Regions from separate parts of the Zea mays genome. Here regions 1 and 2 are each linked to region 3. The links are chromatin contacts, called in public Hi-C maps. All regions are on one chromosome and are shown on one strand. Each heading gives the region's core, a stretch centred on a gene start, on an enhancer-like site or on the middle of the called end of the contact. The rest is flanking DNA. Distances are from core to core; before and after follow the strand shown. Region 1 holds the start of LOC100272395. Region 2 holds the start of LOC100281543. Region 3 holds the start of LOC100193036.

Evidence for each region. A called contact is a pair of places that touch in the nucleus more often than the background predicts.
Region 1: a contact with region 3 is called in a Hi-C map of leaf, with 2.4 times the contacts expected there. The contact joins the promoter of LOC100272395 here to the promoter of LOC100193036 in region 3. A contact is called at or near these places in 3 of 25 Hi-C or Micro-C datasets (leaf and tassel).
Region 2: a Hi-C map of ear shows a contact between it and region 3, with 3 times the contacts expected there. The contact joins the promoter of LOC100281543 here to the promoter of LOC100193036 in region 3. A contact is called at or near these places in 11 of 25 Hi-C or Micro-C datasets (bundle sheath, ear, endosperm and 5 more).

Annotation. Positions count from the first base shown.
Region 1 is chr2:224,725,908-224,730,576 of Zm-B73-REFERENCE-NAM-5.0, reverse strand. It overlaps LOC100272395, which reads right to left and starts at 2,493. Exons shown (of 7, transcript NM_001146875.1): 1 at 2,198-2,493; 2 at 1,917-2,088; 3 at 1,603-1,820; 4 at 1,411-1,518; 5 at 1,179-1,304; 6 at 863-1,095. The coding sequence starts at 2,407.
Region 2 is chr2:225,111,827-225,116,318 of Zm-B73-REFERENCE-NAM-5.0, reverse strand. It overlaps LOC100281543, which reads right to left and starts at 1,303. Exons shown (of 6, transcript NR_158758.1): 1 at 1-1,303. LOC103647957 (importin-11) reads right to left here. Exons shown (of 24, transcript XM_035965529.1): 17 at 4,432-4,492; 18 at 3,285-3,329; 19 at 2,953-3,174; 20 at 2,618-2,724; 21 at 2,470-2,503; 22 at 2,309-2,393; 23 at 1,987-2,208; 24 at 1,577-1,906. The coding sequence ends at 2,494.
Region 3 is chr2:224,869,610-224,874,207 of Zm-B73-REFERENCE-NAM-5.0, reverse strand. LOC100193036 reads left to right here and starts at 3,038. Exons shown (of 15, transcript NM_001138204.1): 1 at 3,038-3,111; 2 at 3,243-3,307; 3 at 3,972-4,078; 4 at 4,225-4,299. The coding sequence starts at 3,245. It overlaps LOC100193364 (26S protease regulatory subunit 4 homolog), which reads left to right. Exons shown (of 5, transcript NM_001309877.1): 3 at 1-231; 4 at 322-462; 5 at 1,403-1,638. The coding sequence ends at 1,486.

The DNA of each region.
Region 1 (4,669 bases), core at 1,244-3,743, 140 kb after region 3:
CTAAGAACACCCTCCAACGTGTTGGTGTGTAGTGGTGGAAGGTGTTATTTGTAAATTGACTAGAGACGTTATATCTAAAATGAGTGGTGATGATTTAATATGTGCACCAATCTTCCATGTGCACAAGATATGTCCTCAAAAAACAGAGCTGAAACATTTTATGTCACATATAGAGACTAGAAAAACAGAAGAACGAAAACAAGGGAAGGAACATAACTTGCACTCCTAAGATTGATACCAAGGTCATGGTAGCACACCAAGTTCAGCTAAACGCTCTCGTCATTAATACAGAAAATACAAGTAAAACACCATCGCTGCTCTAGTTTATGAACAAACTTGTCTGCGTTTGAAAGGTATAGATTAGCCGCCTTCTTTTTCCACAAAAATAGCTCTGAAATCTCAAACAGAATTGACAGAGCATGTATACAAGGTAATGTAAGTTGATAATGGGAATAGGCTAAAAGGCAAAGGCCGCAGAAATAAAACAGCCTGTCCAGATATGCTAAGAAAATGACAAGGCTCAAGGTAGCATGCTAGTATCTTACCATCCCACACATTATATGTTACATAAAAGGCCCTGTTTGGCACAACTGCTGCTTGTTGAAAAAGCAGCTTATCTGAGAAGCTGGTGAAAGGCAGCTTCTGCTTGTTGGCTGCTTTTAGTGTATTCTGAGAAGCAGCTGAACTAATAAGCTGCTGTAGAAGCTGGCTGTTTGGCAGAACTTCTGCTTAAATTTGTGAAGAAGCTGAAAATAAGCTGTGCCAAACAGGGCCAAAAACCCAAGATGAAAACGAGAGAAAATGATACTGACAGAAATTAACACAAGACGAATGCAGTGGAACATTGGAAGAGCAAGCATACCTTTCTTCTAGCATTGCAGACCCTTCTTCAAATAACTCCTCCACGGAACCAATGGAGGCAGACTTGCCTCCAAGCTTTCTAACTGAACTATGCGACCTTCTACGAAAAAGTGACTTCAACTTGTTCTGATTTTTCTTTGGAGACAATTGTGGCGATGTCAGATGATCGGACGGGATAATGTCAACTACGACACAGGTGGTGTCATCCTTTAGCCCGCTTGTTTTCAGAGCTTGCTGCATGTCAAATGATAGAAACTGAGCCAACCGTAGCTGCACCATTGGGCGCCTCAAAGTAGTACAGCTAAATGCTGAATTACCTTAACGACAAGCTTCGCTGCCAGTTCTGCAGGCAATCCTCTGCATGCTTTTGCAGCTGCTTCATTGGACAACGCGTCCCATATGCCATCAGATGCTATTATCAGTCTTCCTCCGGTGTTTGATAGCTGAAATTACAAAAGATCACAGAGAAGCAGCTTTGACAACTCAGCATAACATGCGTCTCAGAAAAACTCAAGTACAGACCCCTGCATTTCGTAATTTATATCTAACCTTGACTTGCTTGACATGTGGAATGGGCACAATGAACTCTCCAACATCCATGTCCCCGATGGATCTTGAGAGGCACAAGCCACCAGGCCAGCACCGGAGAGGGCCGACCTAAAGTCCCCCAACATAAGCATTCATGCAGGAATTGATTGAGGATAAGCAAGTTACTGATTCACTCGAACTGAAGTGGTTTACCTCCTGGCCGCCAAAGAGATTGAGCCGGCCTACTTCCCCACCGCTGGCCGTGACGCGCTCCCGCTCCTCTGCATTCTCCTCCAGGCGGTGGTCCACGGTTAGCAGCTGCAACTCGCCGCCCTGCGTGTCCAGGATGCAGCGCGAGTCACCCACCGACGCCACCGTGACCGTGAACCCATCGATGACCACCAGTGTCGCCGTGGTTCCGGACACCTCCCCTTAATAGGCACACACACAGACAGAGACAGGGACGATAACTACGTTGACCTCCAATCTCGACTGCAAACGGTACTGGGCAGTAGCATGGCACTCACCCTTGCGCTGGAAATCGATGTCGGCCTTGACGAAGCCGGCGACGAGCGCGCGCGGCAGCGCCTGCAGCCAGTCTTCGCGGCCGATGTCCGGCGACAGCGCGCTCATGACGTGCTCGAGCAGATGCTCCTTGCTGTAGACCGCCGCCGACACGCCGTTGTGGCCGTCGAACACCTGCGCGCCAGATCCACGCGGCGGAGAGGCGTCAGAACAGGGCGCAGCAGCGCGCGCGCGCGCGCGAGAGAGAGAGAGAGAGAGAGGCGGGCGGGAGGGCGGTACGTACGGCAAAGACGGAGAACGCGGATGCGGGGTCCCCGGGGACGCGGAGGCAGTCGGGCTTGACGAGGAAGTAGTCCTCGCCACGCTTGGCAAAGCCGGCGTGGCCGTAGCGCAGGGCCGGGCGCTCGGAGCCCCCCGCGCGGAGCTCCCGGCCGATGAGAGTCGCCAGGGGCAGCGCCGGCGGCAGGCGCCTCTCCCTCGCGGCGGTCGCCATCGCCGCCCAGGTGGACAGTGGTGGTCCGCCTTTAGATAGACTTTAAGCTGGCACTTACCTACCGTCTTGGGTTAGGTCCTCAGAAGAAGACAGCGACCAGACCATTCGTGGCAGGAGACGGCAAGCAATGGAGCCCCTTCCTTAGCTACCGCATGGTAGTTAATTAACTGACCCGAGCAGAGCAAAGCAAAGCACGGCCCAGACAGACTTTCTTCTTTGATCTTCATATTAGGGATGAAAACGGACAGGGTACTTGAAACGGGTACCGAATACGTGTACTAATCCGGGACCATTCGTGGTAGGAGACGGCAAGCAATGGAGCCCCTTCCTTAGCTACTGCATGGTAGTTAATTAACTGACCCGAGCAGAGCAAAGCAAAGCACGGCCCAGACAGACTTTCTTCTTTGATCTTTATATTAGGGGTGAAAACGGGCAGAGTACACGAAACGGATACCGGATATGTGTACTAATTTGGGACTATTTTTCGGATACGAGTATTTTTTATATTCGGAACGGATACAGATAATACCTGGATAGTACAGCTTCGGATTCAGGTCGGATACGGAGCGAGTACTACCCGGTAAATACCCGGATATTCGGGTCGGATTCGGGTACCCGTTTTTTCTTTTTCTGCATAATAATATAGTTATAAAATCATAACTTTTACATATGAAATCGGATAAAGATAAAGTTTATATGAAAATTGTAGAGCTCGATGAGATCTATAACTTTGTAGTACAACACATTTTTGTTTAAACATATCTTTAGGCCAAAATTATTAAAATAATGTCTAGATTTATATCAAAATAATAGACTTTATCATTTCATGTGAGGACTTAAGATTATCTCCATGTGGGAACTTAGGATTATCTTTTTATAAACTATTTATTAATATTGGTAACTTATTTGTAATTTCTGGTCGACGATACAATATTTTTATGAATTTAATTGTATTTTGATGATTTTCTACAACAAGAAATTAATAATACACCAAATAGCCTAAAAATTTATGAAATTTTACGGGGACACAACATATATCCACATATAGTTCTCAAAAACATTTGGACTATAAAATTTACAAGATGTTGGAGTTTCTTCCATTCCACTCCCACTTATTGCGTAAGTTACACGTGAAATCATTTTATGTATCGAAGTTTCAACATAATTAATATTTCACTTATCATTTTCATGTGGCGACTTGAGGTTTTATTTGAATAGAATGTTTATTTGTTTTGGTAAGCTTTTTGCAATTTTGGATCAAAACTAGCGTATTTATGAATTTTAATTATATTTTGATGATTTGATGTAGAAAGAAATTAATAATGTACAAATAGCCTCAAAAATCTATGAAATTATACGAAGGTACAACATATAGCCACATATAGTCATAAAAAATAATGGGACCATAAAATCCACAGGATGTCAACGTTTCTTTTATTTTATTTCCACTTATTGTGTGAGTTACACGTGAACTCACTCTAAGTATCCAAGTTTCAACATAATCAATACTTCACTTTACCATTTTTATGTGGGAACTTGAGATTATCTTCTATTAAATGTTTATTAGTATTAATTTACTTGCAATTTTGTGGTCGAAAAATAATATTTTATGATAACCAATTAATGCATTATCCGACAAGTATCCGATATCCGATCAAATAATATTTGTATCTGTCACTTATCCGCCCCGATAAATATCCGGTCCATGTATCCGTATCCGTCCCATTTCTAACTATCCGTATCCGATTCTAAATCCGTTTTAAATACATTAGGGTAGGATACAGGATGAGCTACTATCCGTCCGTATTCGCTCGTTTTCACCCCTACTTCATATACAGACGTAAGATCAGTGGCGGCCAGGATACTTATAAGGGTAGGGCTAGAGATAACATTAAAAAAATATTTGTATCAGCTAAAAATTTTAAACCACAAAAATGCATAGATAATAACACATATAAACTTCATATGAACACAACAATTGTAATTTAACGTAAAATTGACTAAAACAAGTGGTTACCTAATTAAGAAAATGATAGATCTTTGTCTCAATGACCAATTCATCAATTACTTAGGTTGCTTTCATCGACAATAGAAACACTTGTGATGTCCTGTTCTTGATTTGTAACATTTAAGAACAAGTGACCAACATTGGCGCCCACCTCCGGTGAACTCACATCCATAACTGTGAGGATGGCTCTGCAAAGCAACCAACCTTCGGTTATGAAGCTAGTGCTCCCGATCACAGGCGGTTCAACTTCTGAA
Region 2 (4,492 bases), core at 54-2,553, 240 kb before region 3:
CGATGCAAAGACTATGAATGAAAATGTTGAGCGTGCGTGTGTTGGGTATGATACATTTCTTGATCATGTCTGCCAAGAGCTCCAGAACAGCTGGCCATCTGCCCATGTCACACAGTCTGCTCATCACAGTGTTGTAAGCAACAACAGCAGCGCAGAAATTTAAGTCTGTGCTCCTCTCCAAGATGGAAATGGCTTGTGAAAACCTCGAGGTACAGCAAAGGCAATTTAGAATGATGCTCAAAGTAAAAGCTGTGGGATGCAGCCCTTTACATTGCAAGGCCTCAAACTGCTTGAGTGCTTCCTTAGCCATGCCTTTCTTGCCAAGAGCATCCATGTATATATTATAGGTAACCGTACTGAGCTCGTGGCCCTTAGTTTCAATCTCTGCTAACACCTGCTCGACCTCAGCGAACCTGGCATCGTCACACAGCGCCCTTATCAGAACATTGTAAGTGACAGCATTGGGAGGACAACCGGCATCCTCCATGAAGCCAATCAGGTTGGTAGCCTCCTCGATCTGGCCCTGACGACAATAGCCCTGCACGATGGGCGTGTACGTGTGCACCATGGGGCGGCACCCTTCCTGCAGCATCCAATCGAGCACGCCCCAGGCCTCGTCAAGCTTCCCCGCCCGGCACAGCCCCGTGACGAGCGTGGAGAAGGTGCCGACGTCGGGCAGCAACCCGTGGCGCCGCATGGCGTGGATCTGGTCGTAGGCAAGATGGAAGTCGGCGGTCCGCCACGCGTACAGCTTGACGAGGATGTTGAAGGACGACGCGTTGGGCGCCACGCCCGCCGCGAGCATTCCGTCGAACACGCTGCGGGCCTCCACCGCGCGGCCGGCCTCCACGAGCGCGTTGAGGAGCGTGTTGTAGCAGAGCACGCTGGGCGGGACGCCGGCGCTTGAGGTGGAGAGCATGAGGTCGGAGAAGAGGTGGACGACCTGGTCGACGTCCCCGGCGCGCCCCAGCGGCGTCATTGCCAAGTTGCAGCCGCGCTCCAGCTGCTGCAGCTTTGGAGGCGGAGTTTGGTGCGGGGAGGCTACTTCCGGCTCCACGATGGGGTTGGTAGGGAGGGTATTGGCGTCGTCGGAGTCGTCGGAGGACGATGGGGAGGGGGCGGGAAGGACGGCGAAGGCGGCGGCGGCGGCGGATGAGTAACCCATTCGCCCGCGCAGGAGCCGAGCGGTGGGGAGGAGGGCGGCTGCGCACGCAATGGGTGCGACGGAAAGGGTTGCACCGGCCGCCGTGGCGGTGGGGCTGGAGGTGGTGGCGGCGCCGTGGTGGGAGCTGTGATTTGGCTGTTTCTCTTTGGGTTGTGAGATGACGGAGTGGAGGGGGAGGGGGTTTTGGGTAAGCAATGGTGTGGGTGGGAGGCGGCTATTACTGGAGCCGTGCGATGTGTGGTGGAGATGAGCGCACCCGGCTTAGCGTTTTATCTTGACCGTTGGATTATTGCCCTTCCGCGTGTGCGCCATCCGGTCCGGCGTCCGACACTAGCTAGCCACTAGGCTCTTGCTTGACCCACGAACCATGCATCTTTTTTATTTGTCGACAAATATTTGAGAATCTAGATATACGTGAATGTAAAGAACATTTTTATTCCTAATGGGAACATAAAACGTACAACAAAATTGCATTCCAGATTTCCTTCTCAAACAACAATCTCGGCGTCACCTCGCTAAACAAGGGATAAAAATCAACTAGGATGGATGCCTGGCCATGATTTGAGAAGGGGGAGGGGAGAAGATCGAGTCAGTCATGTTGGAAGGACAGCTATAAAAACTCTGGCCATCCACATTGACCGCGGTAATCCAATCCAATCCAATTATATTTCGGAAGATCAGGACATGCTCTCTCTGCACTGCACTGCTGTGTCATACCGCGATTCAACTGTCTGTCAGCACCTGAAAAGAAGCAAGCACCAGGTTAAGCATGCAGTCTTTTGTGGGTTTCTATTATCACCCACCAATCTATATGACCTCACAAAGCAATGCCTGCTCCACGTAATGCTCCATACAATCCAGTAAGCAGCTATGCACTCTTATGCAGTATTCAGGGCCTGTTGCAGCTGAGCAAACGAAGATGGATGGATCCTGCCGATGGCAGCGTTGAATGCTGCATCCCCATGGAAAACAGCACATGCTTTTAAGTTCTCTCTTAACACCATCTCTAGCGATGTTTGTTTGATAGGATCTGAATCCTTTACCTAGTCAACAACAACAACAACAACAAAAAATCATAAACAGTGCCCTTACAGAAGACCTGCATGTATTTGGAAATGAATAGCTAGGTAAAGCATGCTATACCTGGCGCTTTCTCAGCTCTTTGCTTGAAGTGTTGGAATAACCTGAACCATCGTTGCCTATCCATGAAGAGCTTGTGATATCGCCGCTGCAAACAAAAAAAGGCTTAACAAGAAATAAATAAAAGAGCCTTAATCGTATTAAAATGAAGGATGAAAGGATACCTAGTATCGTCATCAGTCTTTACTTCACGGCTTCCTATAATGACAGTAGTGCAGACACTGCATTAAATCATATAACTCATCGGTACGTAACCCAACCACCAACAAGGCAAACTTTCAGTTTCAGTTAAATGCCCAAGAAACATCTTACCTCAGTATGTCATCAAGTTTGTCAATGACCTGAGGTACCTGTAATGTCAGGATTACAGAAAGTGCCATTGCGTATTCCTTCTGCTGTATAGCATTTGCGTCATCTACCTGTCCAATGACATAGTGCTTGTTAAAATAGTACACCACAAAAACCACTGAGCTCTTCAGCATCACCAGGTCAAGATATATGTGTTGAAACAATAACATGTTAGATATATCAAATGCACAACATAATTTATGTTACAAATATAACAAATGACGGGATCAAAAGAGCCTACTAGAACCATGTATCTCAATCTTTAGAACGAGATGCTCAATTTGCAAGAAACAATGTACCTTGTCGATCCACATATCAACCAAAGAAAAAAGCAGATTATTGTTCACAGAAATCCCTGCTTGTTGGATGCTTGCCAAAAGAGCAGGCTCTGATAATAGTTGTGCCGAAAAGTTTGTATTCATCACCAGAAGCCTAGCAAGAATCGCCCCAGAGGATGCTCGGACAGTTGTCCTAGACGGGTTTTGGCCATCATCTTGACTCAACGAAATGAAGGTAAGTTTCTAGAAGTTGTCATGAATGCACAAGTTAGATTAATGGAAATGGAAAAATAATGTAATAAAAAATAGAGGGTCATTTGAGCATTCCAGACACATGACCAAGTTTATAGTACCTGAAGAGCACTGGATATCAATGGTGGAGCTTCCAGAGGAAATATCTGCACCAAGAAGCTCAAATTAGAATCTTAGATCTCTAGAACAGACCCGGCGGCTCCCACATGAGAGGTCTGGGGAAGTAATATTTGAGGCAAGCCTTATCCCTGCATTTTCGCAGAGGCTGCATTGAATCTAGGAACTTTGGCTCAGTGGAAAGGCTTCTCACCAGTCACCACTAATCTAGGCATGTCCTTCATTTTAGATCTCATGCAACAAGTTTTTTTTAAAAAAAAGAAGATATATATGTCTAGACAATTCAACAACAGGACCTTAGAGCATTTCCAAAAGGTTACAACACCCACTCCCAATCCAGATTTTTTAGCAAGATTGAAAAAAAAACTGCTCTCCAATAACTACACCCAATCTTTCCGCATTTGGGAAATATACGTGCACATATCTACAAATGCCGATCTAGAGGTAGGATGTGGGAAGAATAAAAAGTAGAACAGGGTTCATACTGCATATGTACTGAGAGAAACTAAGTATAAAAGTGGTTCGGGTGATTTAGAAATAGTCTGCGGTTCCTGACGCTTGTCTTCTATATTTTAGGAGTGAGGTTTTGAAAACTATTAGGCTATCCTAGCAGATCGTGCATATGGTCATACAAAGCATTGTTTTGTATTGCAGATTGTACTGTTCACAGAGTGAAGTTTAAAATAGGAGATGAGATAGGAGATTGTACTGTTCACAGAGTGAAGTTTAAAATAGGAGATGAGATAGGAGATTAGATGAGTAAGCTGCTGGAGACAGCCTTAAGGAACCCAACAAATGTGCTCAACCTTTTTAGCCACTCCGAAAACTCACAGATTTTCCGATTAATTTTTCGAGAACTATTGGAGATGCTCTTATGACCTGATATGCAGATAAAAACTAAAAAGCAATGAATAGAAAATCTTCACAGCACAAGGCTCCTTAACAGCACTGTGTATTCAGGACAACAGTTTCCTTGTAGTTCTAACCTATGAAATTGTGATTACCGTAAATTTAGCATAGCGAAAAACTAGGTTCCCTCGCATCAACTTGCGCCAACAAAGTCAAAGTAAGCAACATCACCAGAAGTTACACAGGAAAGCAGAGCTCTTCACTAGGACAAAGTATTGTAACCTGAATAAGAAGATCAACAATAGGAAGTGCAGTGAGAAGTCCTTTATCATTGACATTTCCA
Region 3 (4,598 bases), core at 1,789-4,288:
GTTGGAACGAAGAGGTATGATGCTCATTCAGGAGGGGAGCGTGAGATTCAAAGAACTATGTTGGAGCTGCTGAATCAGCTAGATGGTTTTGACTCACGTGGAGATGTTAAAGTCATTCTAGCAACAAACCGCATTGAAAGTCTTGATCCAGCCTTGCTTCGGCCAGGCCGTATAGACCGGAAGATTGAATTTCCTCTACCAGATATTAAAACTAGACGACGCATCTTCCAGGTACTGTGACGTCTGTAAATGATAATATTTGCATTAACAATGTTCTTAATACCCTTTGTTCTTATTATAGAAGGTTGTAAACTTGTGCAGATACACACATCGAAAATGACATTAGCTGATGATGTGAACTTGGAAGAGTTTGTTATGACCAAAGACGAGTTTTCGGGTGCTGATATTAAGGCAATCTGCACAGAGGCTGGATTGCTTGCCTTAAGAGAACGCAGAATGAAGGTAGACGTGAACTTTTATCTTTTGCTAAAAATAGATTCAGAATTTTCTGGGTGAATATAACTGTTCAAATAACTCAACTATTTTGCTATTGGATAGGAATTATATTTGGGTGCATTTAACTTCAAACCAATCCGTAATCTAACTGGTAGCAGTTTGCTTGGGTTCTGAAGATGTAGCTGTTTGTTACAATTTGCAGTGTCTTCATATTTTTTAGGCATATGGGAGTTTCAAATTCTACTAGATGCATGATGCATATAAGAAAGATACCGTACCCAGTTTCAACAAGAAAAGAAAAGACTAGAGAAGGGCGCTATGGATCAAAATAAAACTAACAACTATAAGCAACTGATAGAGAGAAGACAATGAAACCCACAGAATCACTGCATGAGCTTGTAGACCATTATCACTTGTTTGTCCTAATGCATAGAGCTAATGGTTAGTTGCTAATAATTAGCTCCTTGGATCCAAACAGGTCCAGCTAATTGTTATCTGAATACCAAACTAACAACTATATTTCACTAGTTGAACCAAACTAGCTAATAACGGCTAATATTAGCTAGCTAACTATTAGCAGCTAATGGATCCAAACAGGCCATTTGTCTCACCATATAGGAGAGGCATGTTTTGTGCTACATTGCAAAATTGATGTAAACCATCGATTCCACATGATCACCAGGAATATGATTCTCGTACTCGTCAGTTCATTTTGTCAAGACTCAAAAGTGTCTCATTATTTTAAGAAGCTTATCAGATAAATGCACTCTTCATGAGCTTGCTAATAGCAGCACCCATGTGGATGCTATTATCTATTCAATGGAACATTTCTTGGCTTTCTCCATATCCATTTGCATAGCATAACTGTCTTGTCTACTTGGAATATAGCACTTCGATCTGATTAGGTTCTGAGATTTGCTGATGTTTTTGTTTTGGGTACACCCAGGTGACCCATGCAGATTTCAAGAAGGCAAAGGAGAAGGTGATGTACAAGAAGAAGGAAGGTGTTCCGGATGGTCTCTACATGTAGCCAATCTATTCATCATGCCGAACAAGTTACCCGATTGTGTGTGTACTAGCACATCTCTTCATCATGGGAGATATGTTACCACAATACTTGTTGCATACTGTGCTAAGTGGTCAGGAGAACCTTGTATTAATTAATTATCCTTTCATTGTCTCAAAGTAAAAATTTCCCTTGCGCTAAAAATATGCATCCGTTCAGCATCCGTGTGACGTGTTGGCAGCTTGATCGCATGGTGACTATTGCGTACACGAAATTGCAACTTATTTGAATGAAAAAATTGGATATTAGAGGAAATTCGCATCTCTATATATATGTAGTTTGTTGTGAAGCAAAAAAAAAAAAGGAAAATGTTGAGAAATAACTAAAAAGGAAAACTATATGTATGAATGGTACAAAATCTAAAATTTTATCAAGTACTAACGACATGCAGCACATGTACCATGTGTCTCTCTAAAGTACGGCTGAGTTAAACCAGCTTAGAGCATCTCCATCTTCAAAAGACTTTTTATTTTTGACTCTCTATTTAACTATATATTTATCTTTTTATAAATATTACACTTTATTTATAGCAGCTTACTACAATAGACTATCTATCTAATTTTGCTAGTTAGATGGCTAGCCAAATTTAGCTAGTGAGAGAGCTAATTTTGAGAGTCAGATAGTTTGGCGAATCAAATAAATAGTCTGTCGAAGAGTTATTTTGCTATTGAATAGCCAAAATTTGATTTAGCGAACCATTTAACTAGTCTCTTGGAGAAGCTCTTAGACCATGTTTAGATCCTCCCGTCTAATTGTTTGCCGGTGTATGTTTTGAGCCTTGGCTAACAATTAGTATCTATTAGCAAGCTTAATGAGCAAACAATTTGTCTAATTGTTTGCCGGTATATGTTTTGAGTCTTGGCTAACAATTAGTATCTATTAGCAAGCTTAATGAGCAAACAGTTTGGCAGCCATCCGACTAACAATTAGCTAAGCCTGTTTGAATACCAAGATGCTAAAATTAGCCACTAAAATGTTTGTCACACGAATCAAACAGACCCTTATTTTGGTCGTATTTTTTCTTCTGTTTGATTATGCAACTTCTCTCTTTTTCTAGCCCTTCTATCAAACACATCCACGCCAAAGAGGGTTGTCTGTTGTCTCCAGCCGAAGATTGGTACTCGTCCCATAGAGAGGATATAAATATGGGAAATTTGGATACATATCATTAAAAGATCACCACTTTGGATCCATACCATTACTATCTCACTTACATGTAGGTCCACATGAGTCAATGACATGTGGGGTCCATGGTATATATCTAAAGTTTGGATCTTTTAATGGTATAGATCCAATTGTTCCTATAAATATAGATATATAAAATCAGGAACAAAAACAGAGAGAAGGAAAAAAAGGGAAAAATTACTGAAAAGGAAAAGGTTTGAAATAGAATGGCCCATGCGAAGGCCCGTGGGGGTGTGCTACAGCTGGGCCGAACAACCCCGGACTGGGCTACGGCTCCGTTCATCTTCACCTGCGTCCGCGTGTGCTGTCTCCCTCTTTCTCTCTCTGCGACGACTGGGTGGGCTACCGCCGCCGCCGCCCTACGTTAGATACCGAGGCCTTCGCCGGCGACGAACACCCGCCAGGTATTCCGACCCCTTCTCTTCCCTTCCTGGTGTGCGAAAGCCGAAACCGAGCACCCAAACTCTAAGTTAGTTGGCTATTTGATTTCTACTACCTTCCAACTTTTTTTGCAAAATCTGTCCGCCCATGCCAGGGATGGCGACCACAGCACTGCTCCGGGCTCTCCGGCGGCCCTCATCCGAAGCCGCGCTGCGATTGGTGAGTAGAGTATGCTCTCTTTTAGCAATTTGGTAATGATACAATTAATATTTCGAGTAGTAAGCTATATATGGACTACAATGGGAGCTCCCCCCCTCACCTGAACAATAGCATGTGGGCGTTTGCTCTCATGTCATCTCAAATAGCTTACGATCATCCTGTTGAATAGTAGCCACCACCCACCAGTATAGGTTACTTTTAGGGAGGTAAACGATGAAGCAACTTTCATGGGAAAACTTATGTTCACTGTTGCAGTTTAAACATTGATGGCGCCATTTGCCTGCTACACATGATTTCTTTTTTTATTGGATTTGAAGATTTGTGTGAAATTGATTCATTTCATGGAATTTCTTGATGACTGCACAAACAGGGGACAGACGGCAGTTTAAACTTGCATGTACACCTTTGTTAAGCTAGGATTTGCTTGTTTACGGCACCAAAAACTGTACAACTTTGTAGGTTAGGTAGACAGTTCATTTTTTTGATCTATTTCAAAAGTAAAGTACTCTGTGCCTTTTTCTTTGTTCGGCATGTAACCAAAAAAAAACAGAATGCCTGCGAAGCTGTCTTTGCTGTATGCCTTATTGTCATCCTTTTTTTTTTCATTTATTGCGTAGCTGCACACATTTTACTAATTTCCATCCATTGCTGGTATGTGGTGTAGGCTACAAAGGCAAATGTGCAAACAACTAATGGATATAGACATCTGAATAACAGGAACCTAAGCGTTTTCAATGAGTTTTCTAAGCAACTAAAGGGTGAGGCCAAGAGGTATGTGTTACTTTGTAAGGTCTCCACCATCATGAAATCTTAAACAACTGAAATACTGCTGAATCACCTTTACCGTACAATTACGACGATTAACATTTGTTCACTTTATTTATTTGTTTATCATATAATTTTTATTTTTATTGTAGCAATCCTGAATTCCAGAAATCCATGAAGGAGTTCAGCGAGAAACTTGATGTGGTGAAGGAAGATCTCAAAGTAAGGTAAGTTGAAAAATTATTGTACTTGTTGTACCGACATCAGAGTGCTACCAAAGAAAAAATAGCAAGGAGTAAGTCCTGGCACCATAGAGTATGTTTATGAATTCATGACATCAGAGCCTTAGCACACATATATTTATAGAGGTTTAGATCCCATTAGCGTAATACCCTATGTCCTCTTTGGTGGATGTATTTGCTCTGGTGGGATGAGTTGTATGGCCAGAGAGCTCGAGCCAAGCTCATTCTACCTGTTTATAAGCGTGTCGCTTGCCTTATTCTATGTGTGTTTCTTGAACCCTAAC